2 separate regions of the Drosophila melanogaster genome follow, and region 2 is linked to region 1. A link is a contact called in public HiChIP or PLAC-seq data. All regions are on one chromosome and are shown on one strand. Each heading gives the region's core, a stretch centred on a gene start, on an enhancer-like site or on the middle of the called end of the contact. The rest is flanking DNA. Distances are from core to core; before and after follow the strand shown.

What was found. HiChIP or PLAC-seq counts read pairs in DNA pulled down with a chosen protein or histone mark.
Region 2: a contact with region 1 is called in a Pc HiChIP or PLAC-seq map of the Kc167 cell line, with 2.5 times the contacts expected there. The contact joins the promoter of Ald1 here to the enhancer-like site in region 1. A contact is called at or near these places in 39 of 107 Hi-C or Micro-C datasets (the Clone 8 cell line, the Kc167 cell line, the ML-DmBG3-c2 cell line and 17 more) and 2 of 6 datasets of contacts at active chromatin or transcription factors (both in the Kc167 cell line).

Annotation. Positions count from the first base shown.
Region 1 is chr3R:26,207,942-26,215,015 of dm6, reverse strand. It overlaps lncRNA:CR44320 (long non-coding RNA:CR44320), which reads right to left. Exons shown (of 3, transcript NR_125267.2): 2 at 4,800-4,903. Among named protein-coding and RNA genes, the nearest start is that of lncRNA:CR44320, 16 kb to the right of the region's middle. Within about 2 kb of position 3,420, at least 16 of the 39 cell types and tissues checked have an H3K27ac peak or open chromatin away from gene starts, as enhancers often do. A contact at or near this core is called in the Kc167 cell line, the S2 cell line, gut and 1 more, where this site is marked.
Region 2 is chr3R:26,257,899-26,264,972 of dm6, reverse strand. Ald1 (Aldolase 1) reads left to right here and starts at 3,382. Exons shown (of 4, transcript NM_170262.2): 1 at 3,382-3,637; 2 at 6,932-7,074. The coding sequence starts at 6,953. CG6154 reads right to left here and starts at 2,311. Exons shown (of 8, transcript NM_143214.2): 1 at 1,987-2,311. It also overlaps asRNA:CR44321.

The sequences.
Region 1 (7,074 bases), core at 2,171-4,670:
CGAAAAATAGATGTTGAACTTGTAAGTCGTTAGTAACTTCAACTTGTTTACAGATAGTTGGCTCGTCGTACTTGTTGTTATTTTTGGCTTTTGGGGGTTTGGGCTGCGGCATCGTTACGCCAAAGTTACTTATTTACACGTGCGGTCTTGCACTTCGTTTGCATCGACCATAAAAACGTTGGCTTCTTGGCAGCAAAGCCAACTACCATGTTGCAAAAAATCGAAAATAATAATTGCCTTAATTATTGCCGGTGGTTAATGTAATCGCTTTCTGTGGTTGCCGGCGGTATGGCGTTTCTAACGAAAGTTGAGGGTTCATTGAACCGGGTTCTAAGCGAACTGGTTGCCAGTTTGGCTTCAGGTTGCCCACCTGGCGACCCCTCCCCTGATAATTGCCATTGTTGTGGTCACAAAATGCAATCGTGTTGAAAATTGCAAGGTTGCAAAAAAAAAAAACAAGATAGGTTTATAAATTCGGAAAGTCGAAGCTTTTATACCCTGCAGATAAATATCGAATCGCTTATTAAAGCCGATCAGGAATGTATATATTCTATTTTGCCAACATCTATACTTTACCGTGTTGCAAACTTCTGTCACAAATCAATATACCATTTGCAAGGGTATAAAAAAAGACATTACAAGCAGTCACTGAAACGCCATAGAAAACCAAGTGCTCAACGAAATTATCTTAAACTGCTTGAGTAAAGTCCCATAGCCTCGCAGACTTTGACCGATGACGTAGGTAGAATTTTTTTAATAATGCCCTCGGATCAAATATAATCGCTATAGATCCATGTTCATGTTTATTCATACACCTTCTGTGTTTCTAATGGACCCTAATGGGTGCTATTTACTCCGGATATTGACAAGGCGGATCCGACTAGATCTTTCGAATGAAACCATTATTAGGTATTTATTAACCCGTTTCAATCTGGGGAAGAACCAAAGAAAATGAAGTGTAGAGCACTGAACGGGTGCAAATAAATAGTTTGTTTATACGAATGACACAATTCTTATAATTGCTCTACAGGCGTAGATGATAACATACCAACGGTTCTTTCCTGATTACTGACTCTGAAACAAATAAAATGTTCTCCTAGTTAGTTGTACAAATCGTGTAAAAGAAATCAAATCTGTAACGCATTAGTCGCAATCCTTAGTGCGAAATAGTTTCCAGTCTCCAATTACTCGAATTCAACCGAATTATTCACTTCAGTTGTTTGTACTTTGTTTTCACTTATTTATTTATTTATTTTCTTTTGGTTTGTTGGGCCAATGGTACGTGCCAAAGCGAATCACAAGGGAATTTATATTTCATATTTTTCAATGAAAAACAAATTATATAAAATGGTAAAACGCCAACCAACCGCGGAGCGATGAATATCAAATGTCTTTTCATTCCGGCGAACAAGTGTTTGCATTGTAAACGAATAAAATACGGACAATTGCTGACCAGTGGGACCGATAAAGTTAACACCTTTAAGCCAAAGGCGAAAACCAAAACCAACACCAAAGAAAAGTACATGAAAAAGTGAAAAAAAAAAAACACAATGCGCAGACAAGATAATCGAACAATTTCGCAAACACGAGTTCCGTCAGTCAACTGACACTTTTTCGTGTCCAATTCAAAAGTGGGGAAAAGCTCCATCGGTCTGGGGGTGCCAGGAATGGGGCATGTGGCCTGGTGAAAATCGATATGACATCAAGGAATGTTGTATCAGGGACAGTGTGGTGGTGGCACCAAAAACATCCGCATCCGTGATAGATGAGGCCAACTTTGACACACATAAAGCCTCAAAGGTAATGCCAAATCACTTGGCCGTGATTAGAAAGTGACCAGTAGCTTATCTCGCGATAAATTCAGGCACAAGCACACCGAAAACGTGCGATAAGTTTTTCCGTCGGTTAGTTGGGCATTGGCAGGCAGCCAAAAAACGAAAATACAATTTATTTTTTCTAATGAATGAACTAATACGTTACGTATACTGCGAGTCTTTGAATGAGTTCTCTGGCAAAGGAGGAAAAATTGCCTACGCACAGCGTGAGTTAATAGGCAGCGCACAGCACGGCGTATACGTAATATGCGCATTGAAAAAGTTTCAGCGAGTTTGCACATTCAAATTCATTCATTTATTTGTCGTTAATCAGAAGCTAAGAATAGACAAGAAGTGACGTCTTCATCTTTGTGTTGTAAATCATTAAAAATTTTGTGTATAAATATAAAAGTAAAATTGAGTTTCTTTAAAAATAATGCGGCGGCACTTCAATGCAAAATTGTCTTGCATTTATTTTAAACAAGTTTTGAAAAATGAACCATAGAAGTTAAGTATACGCCTAGACACCTTTCACCACAATTCTTGAAGCTCTCTTTTTCACTTTAATGAACGTGAGAACGTGTGACGTGAACTTTATGAAGAAAAACGACTTTCTGGGAACCCACTCCCGTTGACCCATTTTCCAGCTCCTATATCCGTTTTCCCCCTTTGAAAGCAGGCGAGCATGTGGGTAAGTGTGTTGGCCTAGCCATAAAGCAAAATATACGAAAAGAAGATATTGCCCATATATTGTGTGTGCGTACTAAAACGTCTATATAGCCACAACATTTTGTTTATCGAACAAACACATAACGTCATTTGGCCCCATGCTCGGACGGAGAACTGAATGGCTGACTTTGTGTGCTCCTCGCATGATTAGCAATTTCAAAAAGTTGACACTTAGCTGACGCATGAGGCGTCTCTTTCCTCTGATTTTTCCATATAGCCAGGGTCCAGAGACCACAGTCAATGCAGCTGATTGGAAAAGCAATTAGAACTGAAGCCATTCGAACGAGGTTGCGATGCAAAGAGGCATTATCGAACGGGAGGAGCGGGATTAAACTGGAAGATTTATAGCCCGGCCAGCTTGGCCATCAAAATTTATGGCAATGAAAATAAACAATTTTCGCTCTCGAGCAAAAATAAATGGAGGGAAGTGTTAAGTAGCATATAACTAAGCGTTTAATATATATGCGAGGCATAACATGTTTGGCATGTGGATCCCGAGAGCTGCAATCTCGATGGATCCCCTGCCCGCAAAACACCGCAATCGAGTGGCTGGTGTCTTCAAGTGGCTTCAGTTTATGGCACCTCTTGGCTGGCGCATTAATATATCATCATAAACAGAGTCCAGCTAGGAAATATGAGCCATCGGCGTCTCCCGTTCTGAGCTCAGCTGAAGTGCAGTGAGAGTGGAACGCCATTAAATGTGCAAGCTGAGCGAAAAGATTGCACTTCAAAGGCACTGCAATTCTTATTTTGACATTTATGAGCAGCGAGGGACCATGAGACTGGGGGTTTCTCTATCTGCGTACTAGAGTATGTGGCAAAAACTGTTGGCCTTTGATAAGCAGGGAGCGTTACTCATCTCCCACCAAGACGTAATCGCCTGAACGTTTATCTTTTAACTCACAGCGGAACAATGGTCAAGAAATCCATCACGCAGTTTGATTAGGTTTAGTGTTGAAATTGTTTTTATATCCTATACAGTAAGTTATTACTATGTTACAGTATTAAGCCTTAAAGACACTCAGCGATTTCCCTAGTGGCAAATGAATAAAATTAATCCGGACATATTTTTTTTATGAACTCTGTGACTTTTACCACTTGGGTCGAACAAGAGAACCCTTAGCAATTACTTTGCGTTGTAGTTCCTCAAACTCACAGTCCGCATGGCAACAGTATAGAAAATTGCATGGAAAGCGTTCGACTTGCGGAAAAACTTCAGAGGCGTTCGGAATGTTTAGCCATTTAAACCGAGGGAACTCAATAGGCGCCACTTGACAATAGTGCTTGTTGAGAGGTGGAGGGGCACAATAAATAAGAGGAAGTGCTCGATGGCATCTTCAATAATAATAGTACTTCGCCACAAGGGAACCCTTCATTCAGTCAATAATATGTATTTATGAACGCCCCACAAAATGCCAGCCGCACCGCTTTTCCTGCCCAGCAAATGCCACGGCAGGATTTGTGGCCCAAAGTTGATTATTACATCAGAGTGCTAATCAAAAGTTGCAATTTGAGCCGAAACAATGAGGCTTTATGTAACTTTTTTCGGATTCAACTGTCGGGAGAAATTCACATAATTTCGTAGGCAAGAGCTCGTGTGTGAGTGTGTGTGTGCACGTGCCCCCAAAATAACTATGATTTTCGACAGAAACTCGCACAAACAAACCAGCCAATATAGTGAGGAGCACATATGTGTGAGGAAAACTGATTGAAATTTCGGGCAGAACAAAGCTGGAAGCTGTTATTTTAGCCTTGATGGGTGGGGAAATTTGAGGCAAGCCGGAAATTAAATACCCTTTTTCATACTTCATTATGATAATAAATTAAGGAATAAATAAAAAAGGGTTTAAGCCAACAATTTTTGCGTTATAAAATGAGCTTACAAATTGTAGAAAAAAATTATTCAAAAATAAGAATTTTAAATATAATTTTAAAAAGCATACTCTTCAAAAATAAACGAACGAACTAATAATAATTTATTGGCAGTCGGATTTTATTGCCTCAGGTATCATTTACTCTACTCTGCCTTCCGTGGGATTAAAATTCATTTATTCAGTTCTTTTCAAAATGGTAATTCATTCAAGGATGCTTTCAGCATAAAATAGCCCAAAGTTAATCACACTAAGAAAGAGATTTTTAAATTCAAATTGAGCACTTCTCAGCTTCGATTAGAGTATCCATTGGCCTATTGACCTTTTACGTTATTCTATTCCTACCATTTTCGTTTCCTATTGGGAATTGTTGGCAATTGCTTACCCTTCTGGCAGGATCCCCTCGCTTTCCTTCTCAATGAAATTAGCTTCAGCCAAGCGGATGGCAACGACAATGCGACAACGTCCTTGACATTGCGGACAGGAAAGCTGCAATATAAACAGGAAAATAACTATTTAATATTCAGCCCCGGGTAGGAAGATTGAAAAAATATGGAAAATGCGAGTCATCGTCTTGTGCCTGCTCTTGACTTATTAACATTTCATGCGATTCAAACAGACAATGAAAACTAACAATAAACAATAATTTTCCTAAATAGTTGTGTCAATAAAATGGGGGAAATATTTTTTTCCAGCCCCCATGCAAACAGCAATAATAGCTTTATTGTCAGTTGCAGCTTAACTGTCGATGTATATTGTATGTCTATGTATTTTTGGGCGTTTCTGGGTCGGACCCTACTCAATATTCCCTTGGCATATCGATGGTCGAAAGGTGGCAGGTTCTATACGCTCTCATGTGACAAAGAAGTTGGTCAAAGTCAGAAAGGTTGCCGAACATAAATCAATGATTGTGCCCTGAAAAGGACACTGATTACTCGACCTCTGGCACCGGCGGTGGTAGAGTTTAAGTTATGTCAGCCAATGCTCAACAAAAGACGCATTGAAGTTGATGGTGGATGATCAATTGCTCTGCCCAGATTTGTCAAAGGCAAATTGTGAAGTTCGAATTTCTTACCTGTCGACTTTTGAGAAAGCATTTTGAGTGCCTCCATTTAAGTCGATTAGTGAAATTGTTTGTTGCCCTTTGGCAGCTGACTGAATTTCTGGATGTGTCTGTCTTTCCGTCTGCATCAGATGGCAACTCGAATCAATTGAGGCAAACTTCGACGATGCCAAAGTTCAAAAAGTGCCACTCAACGTGCCTCCTGCCCTTTGCCCTCAGGCTATTCAACGTTGCCAAAATATTTTCAGTCGGCTGACTTGCGTAAGTTTGTGTGCGGAATGAAGATTGACAGCTTAATGTATTTTCGCGCTTATACGATCTCAAACATAGCCGCTGCGCATCAGTCTTTTGTTGACTAATTTTCCGTCTTGTGGCACGCAAATTTCGCATTTCTCGGCCTTAAGTGCAACAATTAGCAAATTAAATACAACTTTCCCATGAGTCCAGCTCACACTCTTTTTACTTTCTAGCAACTCTGACACTGAAAGTCAATTAAGAAAAGTTTCTGTTGTCCGAGGGCCAATTGGTTTCCAAAAAGCATTCTTTAATAAGAAAATAAAATGAGAGAGATTCTTGTGGACAAAAACATGATAATCCAAATGAGGTATAAAATATAATTTTAAATTTTCCATTTCGAAAAGAAATGAATTTCTTTTTCCATTGCCACTACAGACGAATTAAATCGATTGGTATTATTTAATACCCAGACAGCAAACTTTTCCAGCCAGCTTTCTATTACTCTTCTTTTAAATGACAAATCAAATCGACTGATATCATTTTTAATTGAGAATAGTTAAGGTCTCTGAGTCCATTGATTTACGAATGATACAGGGCTGTCGGAAACTCGGCGAATGCAATAAATTTTAAGTAAATCAATTGGGGAATTCCTTTGCTATTGCGAAATTGATTAAATTTTGGATGTTCTGGAATCATTTTTTAAGAGCACGCGGCAATAGCATGGCTTAAAAGTTCAACACGAGCTTAAACCCCAGTCACGCATGTCAAATGATGTTTATATTTCTGGGTTTTACGATGTGCGAAACTGCGAGGTCCAATAAAAATGGCGCAAGAGTGAAATCACTTGAATATGGTTTTATATACTGTAACTACAGACAAGACTATCAAGTTGGTCAGCTTGAATTGGAATACGATTAATATTTTGCATATTTAAAGTTAAATTAAGTTATACTTACATTGTCAATAAACAATAATTATAAACGAATTAGAAAATTCTTATATTATATTTTTTTGCGTTATAATTATAGTGAAGACCAACTTAGCCTGATTGCACAGTTCATACGTACACATACCAATTTTATAAAAGCCTTCATTAGCAAATTGATAAATATTCATACGTATACGCTGTCTAGTGATTTATAAGAGTATTGTTGGGTATGATATTTTCATGGAACCTAGTGATTAGCTATATAGATTGTGCCACATTGCATTATCGCCCAAGTAAAAAATAGTTGAAATATTTGAGCTGAAAGTATCTACAAAGTGTGATTGACGTTCGGGCACTTACTAAACGCCAATATTGCATTAAAAACATGACAGGTTTGACAGTTTCAAACATCTTAAATTAAAAACTTTCCAT
Region 2 (7,074 bases), core at 2,133-4,632, 50 kb before region 1:
AATTAAGGTAGATTTACAAATTTTACATACCAAAAATATCTACTTTCATAAGCTAATACCTATGATATGCTATTCTTGATATACATATATATAACATACAAGAGCACCATGCCTAAACATTCGAAAATATAAACTTTTTTACAATGCATATGCATATAGTAGATATATACATAAATTAAAAGAAACGGGACCCATATGGCGAAATAAAATAACATTAGAAATACAAAGGGCTCAAATCAAACTTTAACAAGGATGTCCCATACATGTGTCGGTGTATTGTGCTTCTATCGTTGTTTGTTCGCTCATTCTTGTTTGTCCGCAAACAAGCGAAACTGAACACAAAAATTGAATGGGATTTTTCCGAGGACCGGAAAAGCGGCAAGAGCAAACCGCACAAATGCCAATGGAATGACAACCAACCTAGGGGCATGCGGAATGGCCTAAGAATGAATTGAAATTATTTTACAACATTTTCATGTTTCTTGCCATTTGTTTGATTTGCCTCGACCTTCGCCTTCAGGTCACCCCTTTATTGTTTTTATTTCCCTTTTTTTGTATGCATAATTTAGGCTCGAGTGGAGGCCAATTGCACGCGTAAGAAACAAATGAATCCCTCAAAAGAATTGGTTGACCCAAAATAAAACGACATATGTTGCGAAATACCATAAGAAATTTGAGAAAAAATGGCCTAGCAGATGTCAAATTATTGAGCAGTTTTTGTTTTAAACATGCTGGACATAGCACTCGCACATAGTATTTTTTAGTACAGACATTTAAGTTGTCATCCGATTGAATTTGTTTTTAAAACTAACAAGCCAATATATGTATTCTCGAATAGAAACATCTATTTTTGGGAATTTGTATGCTTAAGATTTTATCCACAATTTTTCAATCAAAAATGTTTACCCATCGAGTAAAAAGTAATTAGTTTGCAATGCCTACATTTTCATTTCATATCGGATACTGCTCCATTGAATGACGTTCTCTATTTAATTGAACTCAATCTCCAAATAGCTTTGCAAATCTAGGCTGACGAATAATAGGAAAACGCAATTTGTATCATTTCAAGAGGGATTCCTGAACAAAGATACAAAATTCAAACTGCCAGAGACCATAAACACTTTGTTCCGACCAAGACTAAAAATGAAAAGAGGAAAAGGTAACAAGCATTTATAAATGCCGCAACAAAAGCTAGTGAAATGTGAGCCGGAGACTGGTATGAATTTCGAATTTTGGTTAAGCTATAGCTACTGGGGCGTGGCAGAAAAAGGGGCGGATTAGGTTCAAAGCAAATTGTTGCGGAAGGCAGGAATCAACATTATCATCAGCAAGCAGGATGCTGTTCAGTCGGTTATGGGATACTCATTCTCATTTTGGGCAAATGCAGATGAGGACGAGACAAAACACAGACACAAGTTTAGGGAAGGGGAGGCTTTTCCCTGTGTGTGTGTGCGTGTGTTTGTATATGTGTGGGTGGAGGCGTGGGGGAGTGTTTTGTGTCGCCTTCCGCATATTAATGAGCCAAGTGCCACAAAGCCAAGCTAAACGCGCTCTCATCAATTGCTCAATATTATGACTCTGGCTGGCAGAAATCTGCATACGAAACCCATATTGGTATGTATGCTGAATACTCAGCAAGCCCCGGGAAAACTATTTTGCATTCTTTGTTGCACACATTCTTTTGGTTTTCGTGAACTCTTATAAGAAGAAAAATGGAATTTAAGAAAAAACTATTTCAAATGTCCTTTAACAAAAAGACTAGATAAATAGAAATATAGTATAACCTAACTATAGTTGATCAAAAACTTTTCTAGCTATTTTGCCCTAATCTTTAATCTTGCCATTTATTGTAAAGCAAAAAAAAGGGTTCCATCAATATTAGTTTTAGAAATGAACATTTTTCTGTAGTTTTTTGAAAGATACTTTATAATCTGATCTACATCAACTTTTAATGAGTATACCAAATCGAACCAAATCGTTTCTTACCAAAACTGGGAAAACAATTTATCATTCTTCTGAACCACAAATTCACTCCTCTTTTTCGTATCTCCTCTTTAATTTAATATGAGTTAAAACACAGCTGGTGCTTGAATTTCAGACTCTTATGCACTCCACTTTCGGTTCACATAACTAGAATAATCAGAAATTATTTCGCTTTGGCTGCACCACAGTACGTAGCGTATACGCCGCGGTGTACGCGGGTGTGCGAAGGAGACGCGCAGCGCAAGTGGAACGCAACACGTGTTGGGCGACAGGTGCCGAGCGTTTGGCACACAACTCGACCGACCGACGCACGAATTCGAACTGAAAACTGAACCAGAATCCCCAAACGAAAATGGGAAGCGAGTGAGGCAGGCACGAGAACCGAAACAGGACGAAGGACGAAGCCACGAGGCACAAAGAGAGCGAGGACAATGAAGAGCACTGTGGCTAAGGTTCCTTCATTAGGTAAGCATATTATTTCATATATATCTAGCAACTGTATCACTTTAACTAAAGAAACCTAAGCATAGATAGTCTATGAAATATCTAAAATCCTTTAAATGTTATAACCCGTTCCACAGTCATTCTTTTCATTCAGAAAACTGTGCCAAAGTCATATTAGGACATTTTAAAGAGCGAAACGATTTTCTCTTTCGCTCGAACAGATTGTATGGCAGAATAGGGGGATATTTTCTCAAAGTTTGCGCTCTCAATCAGCTGTTTCCAGTGCCAGGGGGTTGAGTCCTTTAACATTGCAGGAGGTCAGGCATGGCGTGAAAGTCGCTTATCCTAGCTGCTGCTTCTGGCACCCCTCGTTTTTGTTGCGCTGCCGCTGGAGCGCCTGATGCTGATGGTCACGAAAAATTCATTGACCGCCCCAAGTAAAGCAGGTCGCTCGTAATTAAGGTTAAAATACACCAAATTAATTATTCTACCCTCTTTTCAATGCATAAGTAGAATAGGAAATGTTGTTGACAGGTTAAAAGATACAAATACTTGCAAAGATAACACTTCATTTTTAATGCTTTTTTATAGTTTTGGGCAAGAAAGCTTGGCAAGACATATAGTTCACTTGATGAGGATGATTTGGGATGACTATATCCAGCAAGACGCGACATTAAGTTTGTGGCACTTTATTGTTTTTAACATTTCAATACTATTTCAATATATATCGTATAGTGTTTGAGATCTTAAGATAAATTATTTATTATGTTAATACGCTTTGAGCACATTTCATTTAAATTTTTACCGCCCAAACGAAAGCTAAAGCTTCTCAAAGCTGTCTAATAAGTTTTACAGCTTATCTGTTAGGTTCCATCCCCCACTAAAAGCTCCCAGAATGAGCTTTATTTTGGATACCTTTCGTTTGGGGATCTGGGAATTTAAAGCGCTTGGCTCAGTCGGTTGCCCAACACCGTCGGCGACGACCTCCAAACAACCTTTTGGGGTCTCGCTCGGCATGTCTCGCTTATTTCGCTTTGGAATTTCACGTTGACGCCGCAGTCAGCGGTAGCAGAGGCATCGGCAGCGGCAGTAGCAGCGACACGGGCCGAAAATAAAAGCGTTAACCGCTCTCCTCCAGTGCAGCAGCAGCAGCGGACCCAGCCAGTAGCCAGCAGCTAATCACCACATCCCAGATTCAGTTTCCAGTTCGGTGAGTGGGCGTCATACGCAGTGAACAGAACCCCTGAGCCCCTTAAAAAAAATTCAGATATTTTTCCCCCCATTGGCGGCAGTGCAGTTGAAAAGTCGCGTAATCGTTCCCATTTCTCTGGGTGTTTCGTAATCCAAATCTACAGAGCAGCAGCGAATCTGTAGGCGTGTTAGTGTTAGTGAGTGCGTATTCGAATATAGTTTAATTATTCTCTAATCTTACCATTTCCGCGTGCTCGCCACTTTTATGACAAGTTCTAGAACCTCGAGGCTCTCGAGTGTTGTTGACCTATGCACCGCGGTTGAAGGAGTGGGGGGGCTACGCGAACTGCAGGCGATAAGAAGCCTTATCGGGTGACTTTTGGCTCACTTTCGTGAGTAGTAGTTTTCTCTACCGGCTCAACCGGCTCTCTTACTTTTCATCCGCTCTTTCATTCGAGTTCATTTGCTTGTTGGCAGGCTTTCAACTGCAATTTGTAGTCGCCGCTGCGGTTTTTCTTTATAAATAGTTGGCGCAAATGTTAAATGTATGTACTATACATCGCGATATACATATGTATACTTTCCCATCGCTCTCTCGCTTAGACTTCAATTAGCCAACGTCATCGTAAATTCATCAGATTGTTGACGTCTTCTCATGATAGACGCAATATGCTTTTGTCTATTGCATTTTATACCTACCATTTAATTGAGATTTCAGTGAATGAAGGAGAGCAAACATTTTACCGATAGTTTGTAGAGAGTACATGAGAAAAGAGGGGCAGAAGTTTAAGGGTTGTTTTGAAACCTACAGAAAACAAGTTTTGGTACTCCAAAGGACTTCCTTTCAAGATCAACCTGATTAGGATTTTTAAGAAGAGTTTTGAACATTTAAAACAACCAATTTATGTTCCTTTGATCGTTTATATCAAGCTTTGGGAAATTTTATAATGAATATAATGGAATTATAGGTATACATTCTCATTGTAAAGTATAAGCTAATCGATGAAATAAGACTAGATAAGGTACATTGGCTTATCTAGTAAACAGTTACCACAACAAAGTTTTTGGGGTCACATAATAAGGGCATAGATAGAAGTATGGGAGTGCTCGAAGTTTCCTATTTTCAGACAAGTATACAATTATTACCACCCATGTTTACGGCTAATCAGTTGACGTCAGTTCGTAGTAGTAGTAGTAGTATTATCTCAACTGTTGGATGTTCTTTTGACCCACTGTCTGCGTTCAAGGAGGCCGGACCTAAAATCTCGTTATGATAATGCAAAACCTTTGGAACTAAAACGCAACTGGGGGCTCGTTTTTTCGTCGTTTTCGATTCAAAATTTTCACTGATAGCAAGCTCACGAATACATATAGACGGACATGTGGCGGTTTATTTTTATAAACGGTCTCTTGATAGGAACGTAAATTTATTTTGATTGTTTTTTGTTGTCATGCGTTGGCTGCTCTTCGTTCCTCTTTCTTTTTTGTCATCGTATATATTTCGCCTAGTTTTCGAAACATTTCAGTCTTCGATTGATTGCCGGCAAGTGTAGGTGGGTGTTGTCTGCTGAGTGAATCCGCAACATCTATAGATAATTCTATAGATAAGGGTGTACATACATATCTAGTGTCGTTCTGTGAAGTGTGTTTAGATAACTGTTTAGAAATTAATAGATGAAAAAATGATTTGTATTCTAGAGATATATTAATATATTCTTAAACTGTGCAGTATTTTTAATATATGCATATATCAAGCTTTTATAATATCTATCTGTTCTTAGGAACCACAAGCTATTCACGCGTGTACAAAGTGTTAAATATATGGCGTGGGAAATGTGGGGTCGATGTGGTAAACAATATTTCGCGATAAGTTGCGGAGGTCTAATCTCTTAACCTGACATTTATGCCATTCCCAGTCCTTGGCTCACTGTCAATGTCAAACAAGTATAAAATGGGTTTTTAGTCATCGCAGATGACTTCGTATCTGTATCTACATATTGCTGGACACTAGCTATCTCTATCGCACTTCACACGCGCCACACGACTTTCGGTTTTCAACAATTTCTATTCGCATTTCGTAAGCAACAAATTTCGCTGGCAACATTTGTTGCTAAGGCTTGTTGCTTGACCTTGTTCAATGTCAAGCGAAAATTCATGCGCCCTGCGTTGGCGTCGCTGCCTGCAGGAACAGCGCAGCAGCAGCGGCAATAAAAGTGAAAGTTACCACGTCACGCATTATGCGGGTGTGAAGAAGACAGCTGCATTCGGTTAGAGTGAGACACAAGATTCCATGACTTTGATTACATCAGAGGGAATTATTGCCGAGGTTTCCGTGACTTTGCTCAGTTACAAAAACATCATCGTCGAGGTTGGTTCGGATTTTTCTTTGTGATCTAAGCTTAAAACAATTGTTCGGTTTTTGCAAATAGTTTTTAGCAAATTACAGACACTATAAAATAAGACACTATATAATATTTCATTCCAAAAAGTGCAGTGATACTTTTCCAACTTTGTATAGTACAATCCAAGAGGATTTTTCTAAAATGTGAATTTTCATTGATGTTTGTGAGAACCTCTAAAAAAGCTCTATTAAAAGGCAACATTTTATATGTGAATGTTGAGAGTGTAGGACAAACCTAGAAAAAAAAAAATGTGAGAGAGAGAGAGCGAAGAGCTGCAGATATAGAGAAAAGCACGTTTTCCGTGCATGCGCCTTTAATCTCATTCAATCACCCGCTCTTTGCCATCGAATCAGCTGTGAAATACACTACCATGCAAAGCATTTATTATCTTCAATGGAAAAATATTTTTAAATTGGAAAAAACACCAGTGACATTGACCTGACACTGAAAACAAAATTATATAATACCGCATCATTAAACAACAGCATATGACTCAATGGCTCTAATCGGTTAACTCAGAGTTCCACTTTAAATAACTTGACCTTTACAAATATTCTTTTTATTTTATGGAAATAATAATTAGGTCAGTTCAGTAAAATAATCCAACACTTGATTGATAGCTATCTCTGTAGCCGTTGTTATCTTTTTCAGTAGGAACATATGTAACTTTGAGTTACTTGATTTTGGTTGTCAGACTGTGCGGATCGTATACGAAATTTTAGTCCAAATTTTTAGTTTTATTTTTTACCTCGAAATATTTCAAAATTCTGTGCTTACGCAATGGTTTCCAATCATCCGCGCCGCTGCGGAATTCGATAGCTAGCTTATTAAAACACAATGTCCGCTACTCTTTTTCATCCAACAAAATAACACCACACCAAATCAAACGTAAATGGATCTTCGTGCTGCAGAACTACACTCGAATCTCAAAAATGACGACCTACTTCAACTACCCCAGCAAGGAGCTGCAGGATGAGCTGCGCGAAATCGCCCAGAAAATCGTTGCCCCCGGCAAGGGAATCCTCGCCGCCGATGAGTCCGGCCCAACCATGGG